Regions from separate parts of the Mus musculus genome. Here all the other regions are linked to region 1. The links are chromatin contacts, called in public HiChIP or PLAC-seq maps. All regions are on one chromosome and are shown on one strand. The core of a region is the stretch at or near the end of the contact, and the rest is flanking DNA. Distances in the headings are between cores, read along the strand shown. Region 1 holds the start of Pofut1 (protein O-fucosyltransferase 1). Region 2 overlaps Nol4l (nucleolar protein 4-like). Region 3 overlaps Nol4l (nucleolar protein 4-like). Region 4 holds the start of Hck (hemopoietic cell kinase).

Region 1 (2,611 bases), core at 54-2,553:
GCTTCTAGTGCTGAGATTAAAGTTGTATGCAAGCACATTTGGCTATCATCAATATGGCAGCCATTCATCCATTCCAGAAACACTGCAAGGCTGAAATGTGCCAGGTACTGTGCTAGATGTTATAATATAAAATCAGAAGGATAAGGTTTCTGTCCTCAAGGCATTCCATTCTAATTCAGGTTAGGAGACACTAAACATGAAAACAAATTCCTTATGGTATATTTTGATGATTGCAAGGGAAAAAATGAAAAGGTTTGGTGACAGGGAGACTCAGGAAATGACAAGTAGAGAGGTCAATGGAGTCCTCTTTGGTGACACGTATGTTGAGACTTCAAGGATGAGAAAGAGTTAGCAGAAATTATAGGAAGGTACTCCGAGAAGAATAGCTCATAGACCTTTATGTCTGTAAGCAATAGAAAGCCGGTTACTATGGCTGTAGCCAGAGGGCCATGGGAGAAGGGGTGTGGAGAAGAGTGGAGCCAATCTTGCAAGGTCAGGCCATCAGATGATGGCCATGGTCAGGAATGCAAGCTACTCAAGGATTGAGAGAAGGGATGGATTATATAATGATGATCCACGACTGCATTTAAGTTGCATCCCTCCGCTGGTTCTTAGGAGTCCTTGGTTATCTTTTATTACCCCAGTTTGAATCATCTTGTACAAATTCTGCACGCACTTAAAAACTTTTTATTGTCTGTCTTCCTAAAATGAAGAATCCTATGAGATTTATCTGTTTCATTCACCACCAGCACAGACAACAGCGCCTGGGACATTAAAAAAAAGGGGGGGGGGCATATAAATTCTTTGCTGAATGAATGCAAGAATTGCCACGAGACAGTGCGGGCAGGTCTTGTCCTACAAACTCCATCTACTGATCTGAGACTGATTAGACCTCGAGTGAGTCACTTAACTTCTCCCATCTGTCGAATGGCAAGTTGAACACCAATGGGTCCTCTGTACCCAGGCAAGTAGGGCAGGGAAGAACACAGGCCCTGCCCCTCTCTGGTGTTCTCCTCTGGACCTGAGAAGTCTCCGGGCGCCTCAGAGAAGTGGCTCCGCCTCCTCCGCCTCAGTTTCTCCGTTTAAGCAGAGGGTTCCGGAGGCCTTACCCATGCAGGGACAGTAGAGCAGGTAACCGGCCAGGTCCCAGGAGCCCGCTGACCGCCCGCGGAGCGGCAGCAACAGCAGCAGAAGCAGGAAAGACGCCCGCAGCAGCAGGTGTGGCGGTGCCCACGCGGCGGCGCCCATGTCGACGGCAGAGCCCCAGAGTGCCACGGCCCGGAGGCGGGGAGGGGGTGGGAGGGAAGAAGAGGCGCGAGTGGCCGCCCCGCTCCCAGTGCTCCCCGCGCGCCGCCCGCGCGCCGGCTGGGCCTCTCTAGCCCGCGGGCGGGCGGGACCATAGAGAGCCCGCGGCACCGCCCCCTCCACGACCCGAGCGCCCGCTCGCGCGGCTCCCACAATGCACCGCACAATGGCCCGACCGCCGCCACTACCGGGGCCTGAGCGGGCCTGGCGGAGCCCGAGCGCGGCCCGGCCCGCAGCGCGGGGTCCCGAGCGCAGTGAGTGCCGGCGAGGGTCCTGGGGGATGGTGGGGAGCGGGGCGGGAGGCCGTCGCGCTGCGCCCACACGCCCGGCTCTCGGAGCGGCGGCGCCCCTCACTTCGGGCCGCCCAGCGCGGTCGCCCACACCCCTGAGTAGGGGCCCCCTTTGCTCTAGCCGGGCCCCCGATAGGCCCCGTAGTGACGAAAACGTTCCCCGGACCTCAGACCTGTGCCCAGGGGACCGGAACAAGCCTTTCAGGCTCCCTCCATTCCTAGACCTGGAAACTCAGCCTGAGGGTCCCCTAGTCTGGACCCCCCAGACTCCCTGGAGACCCAGATAACACGCAGCTAACCTTCCTCGGGATCGCGGTCTGGGGGGCATAGATAAGCTGCACCTGTTCCCACCCTCGGACACGCCTACCCCGACCCACATAACCTTCCTTTTCCTGCTCCAAATAGTCTGCTCTAAGCTCTTTCGTTTTCCAGACTTTCATAAACCTGCTTTCAGGCTTTTCTGCAGTACCTCGGGCCGAAGAACCCAAAATAAAGCCCTAGCTGAAGTTCCCTTCCCAGTGATCATATTGTGGAAAGTTTAGGCATTTTCCTTCGGGAGGGTCCCATTTCTACACCCGTTTGAAATTCAGAGAACTCGCTCTTTCGACCTTTAGAATCTCCCTACCTCTTCCCCCCATGGGGTCTCTTAGAGACTCAAATAACGTGCTCGTAATTCTTTACCGTGCATGCTTGCTCTTCCCACCCCAGATCCTATTAGACTTTTTAGACTTACTATTGAATTCCCGTCTCTTGTCTCCACTCTTTACATCCACCTTCCAATTGTGGGGAGAATTTAACATTTCACACTACAAAATAGGGTAGTCTCTCCGCTGGCCTAAGGGCCAGACTTCCTACAACTTCAGCCCCATGCTTCAGTCCAGCTTGGAACAGATCGGGGTCGCGGGGGGGGGGGGGGGAGGGGGCGGTGGCGCGGTGGCGGGCCGCGTTCCTGGCCGTGTTGGGAGTTGGGGCTTTCACCTGCAAGCATACCGACTCCTGGCTTGTGTGTTTTTCCA
Region 2 (2,611 bases), core at 36-2,535, 220 kb before region 1:
TATATTATCCAACCCTCCATTCATCTGTCCTTTGTTGTTCTGTGATCTAGGCACTGGTAAAGATGCTAAGGAGGTGGCCTGGCCTGTGCCTGCGTGGTACCACAGCTCTGTGAAAGATAAGGGGAACTCAAGGCAATTAATTGTGTGGGCCTGCAGAGAGATCTCAGCAGTGAGTGCTAGTGGGTCCTCAACACAGAGGGACTGTCAACTGGTGCCTGCTCTGTGTCCAGTGTGTCCGGTTGATCCTTTGTACAAAGAACTTGCATATCACTCTCGTGCTACACATTTGATGGTCAGGCTTAAAATCACAGTCACCACTTGGGAGGCAGAGGCAGGCAGATTTTTGAGTTCCAGGACAGCCTGGTCTACAAAGTGAGTTCCAGGTCAGCCAGGGCTATCCAGAGAAACCCTGTCTTGAAAAACCAAAAAAAAAAAAAAAAAAAAAAAAAAAAAAAAAAAAAATCACAGTCACTAGGGCTGGAGAGATGGCTCAATGCTTAAGAGTACTGGCTGCTTTTCCAGAGGTCCTGAGTTCAATTCTCAGCAACCACATGGTGGCTCATAACCATCTGTAATGGGATCCAATGCCCTCTTCTAATGGGTCTGAGGACAGTGATGTTGTAAAACAAATAAACAATTAAAAAAAAAAAAAGACCACAGTAACTAAAATAATTAAAAACCCATGTCCTTCCCATCCCCAAGCCTGTTTGAGGCGCACTGCCTAGATAGAGGTGTTTGGGTGGAAAGCAGAGAGAAAGTGCTGTGAACATCCCACAGTTCCCACCCCACCCCCACCCCATTCCCCCACCCCACAGCTCCCACACCAACCCCACCCCCAACCCATGACCCACTCCCCACCTCTCACAGCAATCCCACCCCCACCCCATGCCCCAACATCCACCTCCCATGCCATGCCACGCCTCCCTTTTTTTTTTACTTTTCTGCTGCTGATTCTTCTTCTGGAAGGTGAAGTTTCCAGGTATCACTTGTACATTCTGTGGAACTGGGGTCAGGGAAGCTGAGAGAGAGAGCCTGCCTTAAGATGAGAAAGTAGGAAACAGGAAGGGGAACCTAGTGAGGGTGCAGGGACCCATGGACACCATGTCTGCCTTGTGACTCCATGTGCCTCAGTGGCCCCTGTGCCTGTGACTCCTGTGCCTCAGTGGTCCCTGTTGTCCTCAGTGGCCCCTGTTGTCCCCATTGCTCTTGAGGTACGTGTCTAAAGGGAGATCCTACCATATAAGTCACACATGGAAGCAGGGCCACCCTGCCTCCTTCCCTGTGCTAGCTTCATTTCCTGGAAGCTCCACTGCCCCCCAAATGTTCTGTCCAGAGGTAAAAACGGTCTACAACCTGCCTTTCCTCCCTCAGTGTTGATGTCTCAAAGGTTTTACTGTTCTCATGGCAGTGAGAAGTGGTGCAGTTTGAACTACTTCCTGTTCAGTCACCTGTGCCAGAGGATTTTCTGAGTCTTCTTCACCTGGAACCTGTAGACCCACTTGGGGTCTTCAGATGGTTTTCCCTCCTTCCCTGCAAAGCAAACAGTGGGCAGTGTTCTCAGTCAGGACAGAGCACCACCCCCACTTCAACCTGGGTTTAAGTTTTCAGTAGATCCACCACCTAGAAGCTGTGCGGCCCAGCCAAGGCATTCTACTTCTCTGTCCTCCAGTTACTTGAAGGTCAAAGGAACATACTTAGATCATCATTTTTTAAGACATTTAAAATTGTGTGTCTGTGTGTGGGCACGTGCACATGTGTGCTGGTGTCTGGGAGGCCAAAGATATAGAACCCCTTGGAGTTGGAGTTGTGAGTGGATGTGAGCCACCAGCTGGGAACTTGAGTCCTTTGCAAGAGCTTGTTCTGGACTACTGAGCTCTCTTTAGCTCATCCTTTTTATTTAAATTTCTTTGCCTATTTTATGTGTGTATATGGGGAGTGTGGCGTGCTACCGCAGAAGTGTGGAGGTCATAGGACACTTGCAGAGCATGGTTCTCTGCTTTCACCATGTAGCTCCTTGGATTGAGCTGAGACTGTCAGACTTGGCAGTGGCTACCCTTCTCTGCTGAATCATCTCACTGCCCCCACTTTTAAGGGGGTCAAGTGATGGAAGACACAGCAGGCACTGGGCTGGGCACATTAGGAGCACTTTATAAAGCTATTGATTTCTTATTTGTAGTGCTGGGGATGGAACATAGAGACTCACACATGCTAAGCAAGATCTTTATCACTGAGCCATCTCCCCCATCCCACCTCCACACCCCTCAGCTACCACATTCACTTCAAAAGGAAACAAAAACTATCTTAAGAGCTGGGCTGTAGCTCAGATAGCACTCTAATGGAGTGTTTTCCCAGCAAGCACGAAGCCCTGGGCTCAGTCCTCAGTGCCATAATAACCTGTGCCTGCAGTCCCAGCTCTAGGAAAGAGTCTCTGACACTCAGGATCATCAACAGATGTATAGTAAATTTGAGGCCAGTTGGTCCTTTGCTAGAAGAGCCCAAGAAAATGGAGAGCAAAGCTAACAAAAGCTAACAAAAAAGGGGGAAAGCATAGGCTTTGGCATATACATGTTACATTTAAACTATTTTTAAGTGTGTTAAGTGGCCTCAACTT
Region 3 (2,611 bases), core at 78-2,577, 170 kb before region 1:
TGACAAGTGCTTCCAGGAACCTCTGCAGGTGCCACTCCCCACCCCAAGGGAGGGAGGAAGAGGGGGAAGACAGATTCCTCCTACACCTCTGGTGGCATGAGGTATTCTGTCTTACATGGGGGCAGATCAGCCATCAAGACCTTCTCTAGCAGGGGCAACAGGGAGAGAAGGGTCAGGGGGCTACTAGGCATACAAGGGCTGTGACCTGTGTCTGGCCTCCATCATCCTGTTCTGTCCAACCCTGTGATGAAAATGTTTTCAGGGACAGGGCAGAGGCAGTGTGCCTCTGTGTTATTCAGGGGCCAAGGAGTGAAGGAAAGTGAAGACATCAAGCTGCTGTCTTAAGGGGGCAGGTAGAAGAAAAAGCACTTTCTGGCAGGCGAGCTCTGGGTTTAGGAGACCCCTTGACTGTTCCTGGGTAGCAAGGAAGAGGGCCGGTTCCTAGCCCTGGTAGAAAGGCCAGGCCATCTCCACCCACCCCTTGCTTCATCTTGCATGCTTACTGTGCCCCACAACTGGGAAGGAAGTGCTGGTGTCTGGAAGGTTCCTGCCTGGGCTTAGCCTCTCATCCCTTCTAATGCGTCTTAACCTAAAATAAGAGGCTGGCTGGCCTAATCCCTAGAGCCAGGCCAGCATGGTGCACACCAGGGGTAGAATGGCTGATCCAGAGCCACTCTCCTTCCAGTCCCTTTGCTAGAGTTAGAGTATCTGACGTGGGTTTCAGGATCAGGAAAGTTAGAATGCTCTGGAACACTAGTACTAAGTGGCTATGGAGGAAGGTATAACCTGGTGCCCAGTCATGCCCGGGCAGCACATGGTAAAACTTTACCTGGTACATGCAGCATGGCCTGTGTTAGGACCACAGTTGTGGTGGCTCCCTGGCCTCTCACAAGTGTATGAGTCCTGAAAGACACGACCAACAGCCAGAGCTGAGATCAGGAGGCAGCTATCTGCTCCATGAATCCCATCTCTGAACATTCTGCTTCCTTGAAGATGGGTAGGACTGAGATCTGGTCATTTTCCTCCTTGCTAGGAACAGCCTTTTCCCATGAGCACTAGTGCCTCCAGCAGCTGGGGAAAATAAGCAGTAGCTACTGGGTCACAGAGCCATCCCTCCTTCCCACTGTCCTGCCAGTCACAGCCTTTCAGGTGATTGTTTGCTTCTGCTTGGACCCTACCACAGCTCTGCTAATGGCTCATCCTCCTCACTTTGCTCATGTTGTCACTGGAGATAGAAATGAGCTCAGATAAAATCAGACCCCGTCCCTCTAACCCGGGGTACTAGGCAGCTTGTGCCCATACTAGCCCACTAGGGGCCACTAGCAACCTGAGAATCCAGCTGTAACTGGAGCCTGTACAGAAATGGCTCCAGATCAGATCAGGGACTGGAGGGCTGGGGAGCTCTCTAAGCAGCAGTGAACAGTGAGCTGAGATTTGGGGATAGAGGGGGGAAAAGAAACCTGGGGCCACCTCTGACAGTGGCAGGTGGCCTCTGCTACCCCCAGGCATTGCCTAGATCAAAAGCAACCAGAGAAAATCAAATCTATTTCATCCCCTCCAAGTCTTGCAATTGGGATATCTAGAAGCTGGCAGAAGCTGCCACCATGGAAGCCACTCGCCTGCTGGGCTCTGTTTTTGACATACACATCTCTTTTTCCTCCCATATTTGATTTTAACAGACTTCACTGTTCTATATCTTAATTCCAAGAGCATTGCTATTTATTTTATTTATTTACTTATTTTATTTCACTATTTAAATGTTTTATTTCATGTCGGCCGGGGCTCCGTCCCAGGCTGCTTCATAGGTTCTCAATGGGCTGGTAGGGCCTGTACGGGTACTTCTTCTTCTTGTCCAGCTTGGTTTCTGGGAAGATCTCATTTGAGTCATCACTGGTCATCTGGTCAAAGGGAATTATGTTCCTCGTTTTCTCCAGCTGCTTCTCACACTCCTGGGTCCTGAGCTGAGGTCCAGACACAAACTCAGCACAGCTCTTCACATCCCCCGTCTCCTCTTGTCCACCAGGGCTGTGTGTTTATCCTCAGGCACAGGGATCTTCAGGGCATTATACTGCTTTTCAAAGTCATCCACCAAGCCAGGCTTGGCCACATTGGCCCTGTAGTAAGCCCAGTCAATCGCAGGTGGTTTCTCAGACAAACTAGCCAACCTGGGGTGGAGGGTCTCATTCCAGGACTTCAGGGCATTTCCAACTGCCTTCTGGTTTTGGGGCATGAGCTACACAAAAGATACCTAATCAATGGTTTTTAGAGCAAGTTTATGCCCAGCCATCTTGGGATACTTCACCAACCCCCGGCGGAGTGCTCTCTCTCTCTAACCTGTTATTTATTTTTGTGGTAGGGAGGGTACTTTACCCACTGAACTACACCCCTATCCCCAAGGAAACTTTTTAGCAAACTATCTACATTCTCTGGTCAAATGGGGAAAAATAACTGTGTTTACGAACTGTCCAGTCAGGGGCTAGAGAGATGGCTCAGCAGTTTTAAGAGCACTGGATGCTCTTCCAGAATACCTGGGCTTAATTCCTAGCACGTACATGGCAGCTCACAACTGTCTGTAACTCCAGTTCCAGGAGATCTGCCGCCCTCACATAGG
Region 4 (2,611 bases), core at 30-2,529, 130 kb after region 1:
AACCCCAGAGTACACACCAACCAGTGAACACATACAGAAGCACGTGTAACATACACAAATGTCTCTTTAAGACCTAATTTTCACTCCAGGATGCCTCGCTGTGCACTTGACATACAGAATTCTGCCACACTCGGAAATCCTAAACCCCTCTGATCAGGTGTAGTTTGGATAGGGAACATTCAACCTGTCCTCTTACCATCTCCATCCTGCAGCTATGCAAACAGAGGCACAGACAAACCAGGCTCTCTCTCCAGTACCCAGCAGCACTGCTCCCCTTCTCTGGACAACTCAGCTTCAGATGAATGTAAAACAGCCCATTTTACAGAGTTGGAAGCTGGAATCCAGAGAGTAGCCAGTGACATGCCCCAGTGTCACACAGAGGAGATGGTGGTAGATTGTGGTCTTTGTGTAAGAGGTTCTGGAGTTGGATGTACGCCTGTTAGGGGTTCAGCTGGGAAGGCAGGGGAAGATGTAAAAGAGGGGACTCAGATATACACCTATAGCCAGGCCTGGGTGTGGCAGGCATGGGCTTGTCTTGGCCGGGCTGTTCCTTTAGCCATGGCTGCTGTCTACCTGCGTGACCTGCCACCCACCCACCATCAATGGGAACTGAACGGGCCTTTCCCTCCCCTCCAGCTTCTTCTTCTTGGTGTGTGTGTGTGTGTGTGTGTGTGTGTGTGCAGAAGGGGAACCTGGTTAGACAGAGAAGCCTCAGCTCAGCACTGCCATTCCCCTGCCTGAGCTTCCTCTATCTAGGGCTATCCCAGGGTCGCCCTGGGTGGCGGCAATTCGCCTCACCTGGCCACCTGGGTACCCTCCACCTTTCGTAGACTGCGCATCCCACCGCCGGGGATCGGTTGCTCCTAGGACGGGTTCTTCCTTCCTCGGCACCCCCACAGCTCGCCCAGGATCTCAGATCCCTGGAGCCCGAGGTCTGCACGTTCTCGGGGACGGGGGTGTGTCCCATTCCCGCCCTCTCACCCCGCACTCACCTGGGCGCCCGCCCTTCGCTTCGTGGGCAGCCCGGATCCTCGCAGCTAGACCGACCCCCCAGCGCTGCGGCCCCTGGTGGCCCCGGACTTCAGAGCCCGGAGCAAGCGACGAAGACTTGCGGGCTACAGAGGCTGCGTTGGCGCTCGGAACGGGTCAGAGCCCCCTTCACGGGCGACTTTGGTCCCCTCCCACCCGTCTGAGAGCCGCCGCGGGGAGTGCAAGCTGGGAGCCGCAACCCAGTGGCGCTCACTGGCCATCTGGGCGCCTTAGCCGCACCCTGGGTGATGCAAACCCCGCCCCCAAATACCCCGACTCCGCCCTCTAAGAGCCTAACTCCCACTCTGGCTCTCTTGTCTCCTGCTCTAAATTCACCTCCAAAGAATTTCAGCATTTCTTTGCTAACCCTGTCCTCAAGGGCGCTAACCAGTCCTTGAAGGACTTACTCAGACACCAAGGTTTGACCCGCCCTCCCAAGATTCCCAGTCCCCCTCCCCCACTAGTGCGTTTAAGCCCCCCATGATGTAATGAGCCTGTCCAAAGGATTCTAAACCCTATCCCCAGAGATTTTGGACCCCTACCTAAGAGACCAAATACCCTTGGATTCCCTAAAGAATTGTAATATTTTACGTTTATTGTTTGACTGGTTGATTGTTTCCGTGTATGTGTGTAAGTACCCTGGAGCCTCAGAGCGGTGTAGAGGTTAGAGAACAATTTGGAGGACTAGGATCTTACCTTCCACCTTCCGAGTTCCGGGGACTGAACTCAAGCAGCCACGCTTGGCACCAGGCGTCTTTACCTGCAAAACCATCTGCCTCCTCCTGGGGAAAGATTTTCAATCTCACTTTCTATTCTGTTCCCAGTCCTAACCCCTACAAATTCTCTAGATTTGTAATCAAATTTTCTGAAAGGGTTTTAATCTCGAGAGCGCGCGCGCGCGCGCTTGTGTGTTCTAGAGAATGGAATCCAGGGCCTCTCTCTCCGTAGTTTGTACTACAGCCACCAGCCCCCTACGAGACCTTAATCCCATAGGTCCTAAATCCTGCACTGGAGCAATCAACCGATCCTATCCTTCCTTTCAAAGATCCTAAACCAGCCGCAGAAGGAATGTAGCTCCCTTTAAGTCTAACCACGCCCTGATAAGTCTAACCTCTCCCTCTAGGATTCTGGTGGGTCTCCACCGCCCTTCCACTTCGGTCCCTCCCACATGCAGCGGTTTTCCCTCCACCCGCCCACCCACCGCTTATTCAAACTCCATGCAAAGTCTGGCGCCCGCGGGAGTTCTTTGCCTTATTCTGGGCTGAATATGGGACTGCTCAGAGGACCTCCCAAGTTGAAGAGAGGAAGTCTTACTGGCAGACCACTGAGGTCCTGTTTGCATGGCATATTCCACTCAGCCTGAGACATCATTCAAAACGACAGGGACCAACACTCTCTAAACTGCAACACACACCTGCAGAAACGTACAGGAGTCCTCCCTCCTCTAGCCAGGCCAGACCACCAGTATCTCTCATTCATTCGCTTACGCGTGCATGTAGGCATGCGTTTAGCAGTACTATGTTTTAAGTATGAATTCTGAGCGCGAGCGGTGTTAGCAGCTCTAGAGTTCCACCCGCTAGGC

What was found. HiChIP or PLAC-seq counts read pairs in DNA pulled down with a chosen protein or histone mark.
Region 2: an H3K4me3 HiChIP or PLAC-seq map of the SCID.adh cell line shows a contact between it and region 1, with 15 read pairs. The contact joins the enhancer-like site here to the promoter of Pofut1 in region 1. A contact is called at or near these places in 8 of 39 promoter capture datasets (the 3T3-L1 cell line, the HPC-7 cell line, cranial neural crest and 5 more), 8 of 115 datasets of contacts at active chromatin or transcription factors (the SCID.adh cell line, embryonic forebrain, embryonic limb bud and 4 more) and 5 of 9 other capture datasets (adipose tissue, embryonic stem cells, liver and 2 more).
Region 3: a contact with region 1 is called in an H3K4me3 HiChIP or PLAC-seq map of bone marrow-derived macrophages, with 3 times the contacts expected there. The contact joins the enhancer-like site here to the promoter of Pofut1 in region 1. A contact is called at or near these places in 21 of 39 promoter capture datasets (the 3T3-L1 cell line, 3T3-L1-derived adipocytes, the HPC-7 cell line and 13 more), 4 of 15 datasets of contacts at CTCF or cohesin (CD8 T cells, the NIH/3T3 cell line, pro-B cells and 1 more), 14 of 484 Hi-C or Micro-C datasets (the N1E-115 cell line, the P5424 cell line, adipose-derived mesenchymal stem cells and 8 more), 20 of 115 datasets of contacts at active chromatin or transcription factors (CD8 T cells, the HPC-7 cell line, the SCID.adh cell line and 13 more) and 4 of 9 other capture datasets (adipose tissue, liver, macrophages and 1 more).
Region 4: a contact with region 1 is called in an H3K4me3 HiChIP or PLAC-seq map of embryonic stem cells, with 16 read pairs. The contact joins the promoter of Hck here to the promoter of Pofut1 in region 1. A contact is called at or near these places in 1 of 39 promoter capture datasets (the SN4741 cell line), 1 of 484 Hi-C or Micro-C datasets (embryonic stem cells), 4 of 115 datasets of contacts at active chromatin or transcription factors (bone marrow-derived macrophages and embryonic stem cells) and 4 of 9 other capture datasets (adipose tissue, liver, macrophages and 1 more).

The regions. Positions count from the first base shown.
Region 1 is chr2:153,240,224-153,242,834 of GRCm38.p6, reverse strand. Pofut1 (protein O-fucosyltransferase 1) reads right to left here and starts at 1,303. Exons shown (of 7, transcript NM_080463.3): 1 at 1,110-1,303. The coding sequence starts at 1,248. Plagl2 (pleiomorphic adenoma gene-like 2) reads left to right here and starts at 1,477. Exons shown (of 3, transcript NM_018807.5): 1 at 1,477-1,559.
Region 2 is chr2:153,464,330-153,466,940 of GRCm38.p6, reverse strand. All of the region lies in intron 4 of Nol4l (nucleolar protein 4-like), which reads left to right. Among named protein-coding and RNA genes, the nearest start is that of Nol4l, 64 kb to the left of the region's middle. Within about 2 kb of position 1,285, at least 3 of the 459 cell types and tissues checked have an H3K27ac peak or open chromatin away from gene starts, as enhancers often do. A contact at or near this core is called in the SCID.adh cell line, where this site is marked.
Region 3 is chr2:153,413,522-153,416,132 of GRCm38.p6, reverse strand. All of the region lies in intron 10 of Nol4l (nucleolar protein 4-like), which reads left to right. It also overlaps the pseudogene Gm14472. Among named protein-coding and RNA genes, the nearest start is that of Asxl1, 69 kb to the right of the region's middle. Within about 2 kb of position 1,327, at least 16 of the 459 cell types and tissues checked have an H3K27ac peak or open chromatin away from gene starts, as enhancers often do. A contact at or near this core is called in bone marrow-derived macrophages and cortical glia, where this site is marked.
Region 4 is chr2:153,107,136-153,109,746 of GRCm38.p6, reverse strand. It overlaps Hck (hemopoietic cell kinase), which reads right to left and starts at 1,279. Exons shown (of 13, transcript NM_010407.4): 1 at 993-1,279. The coding sequence starts at 1,054.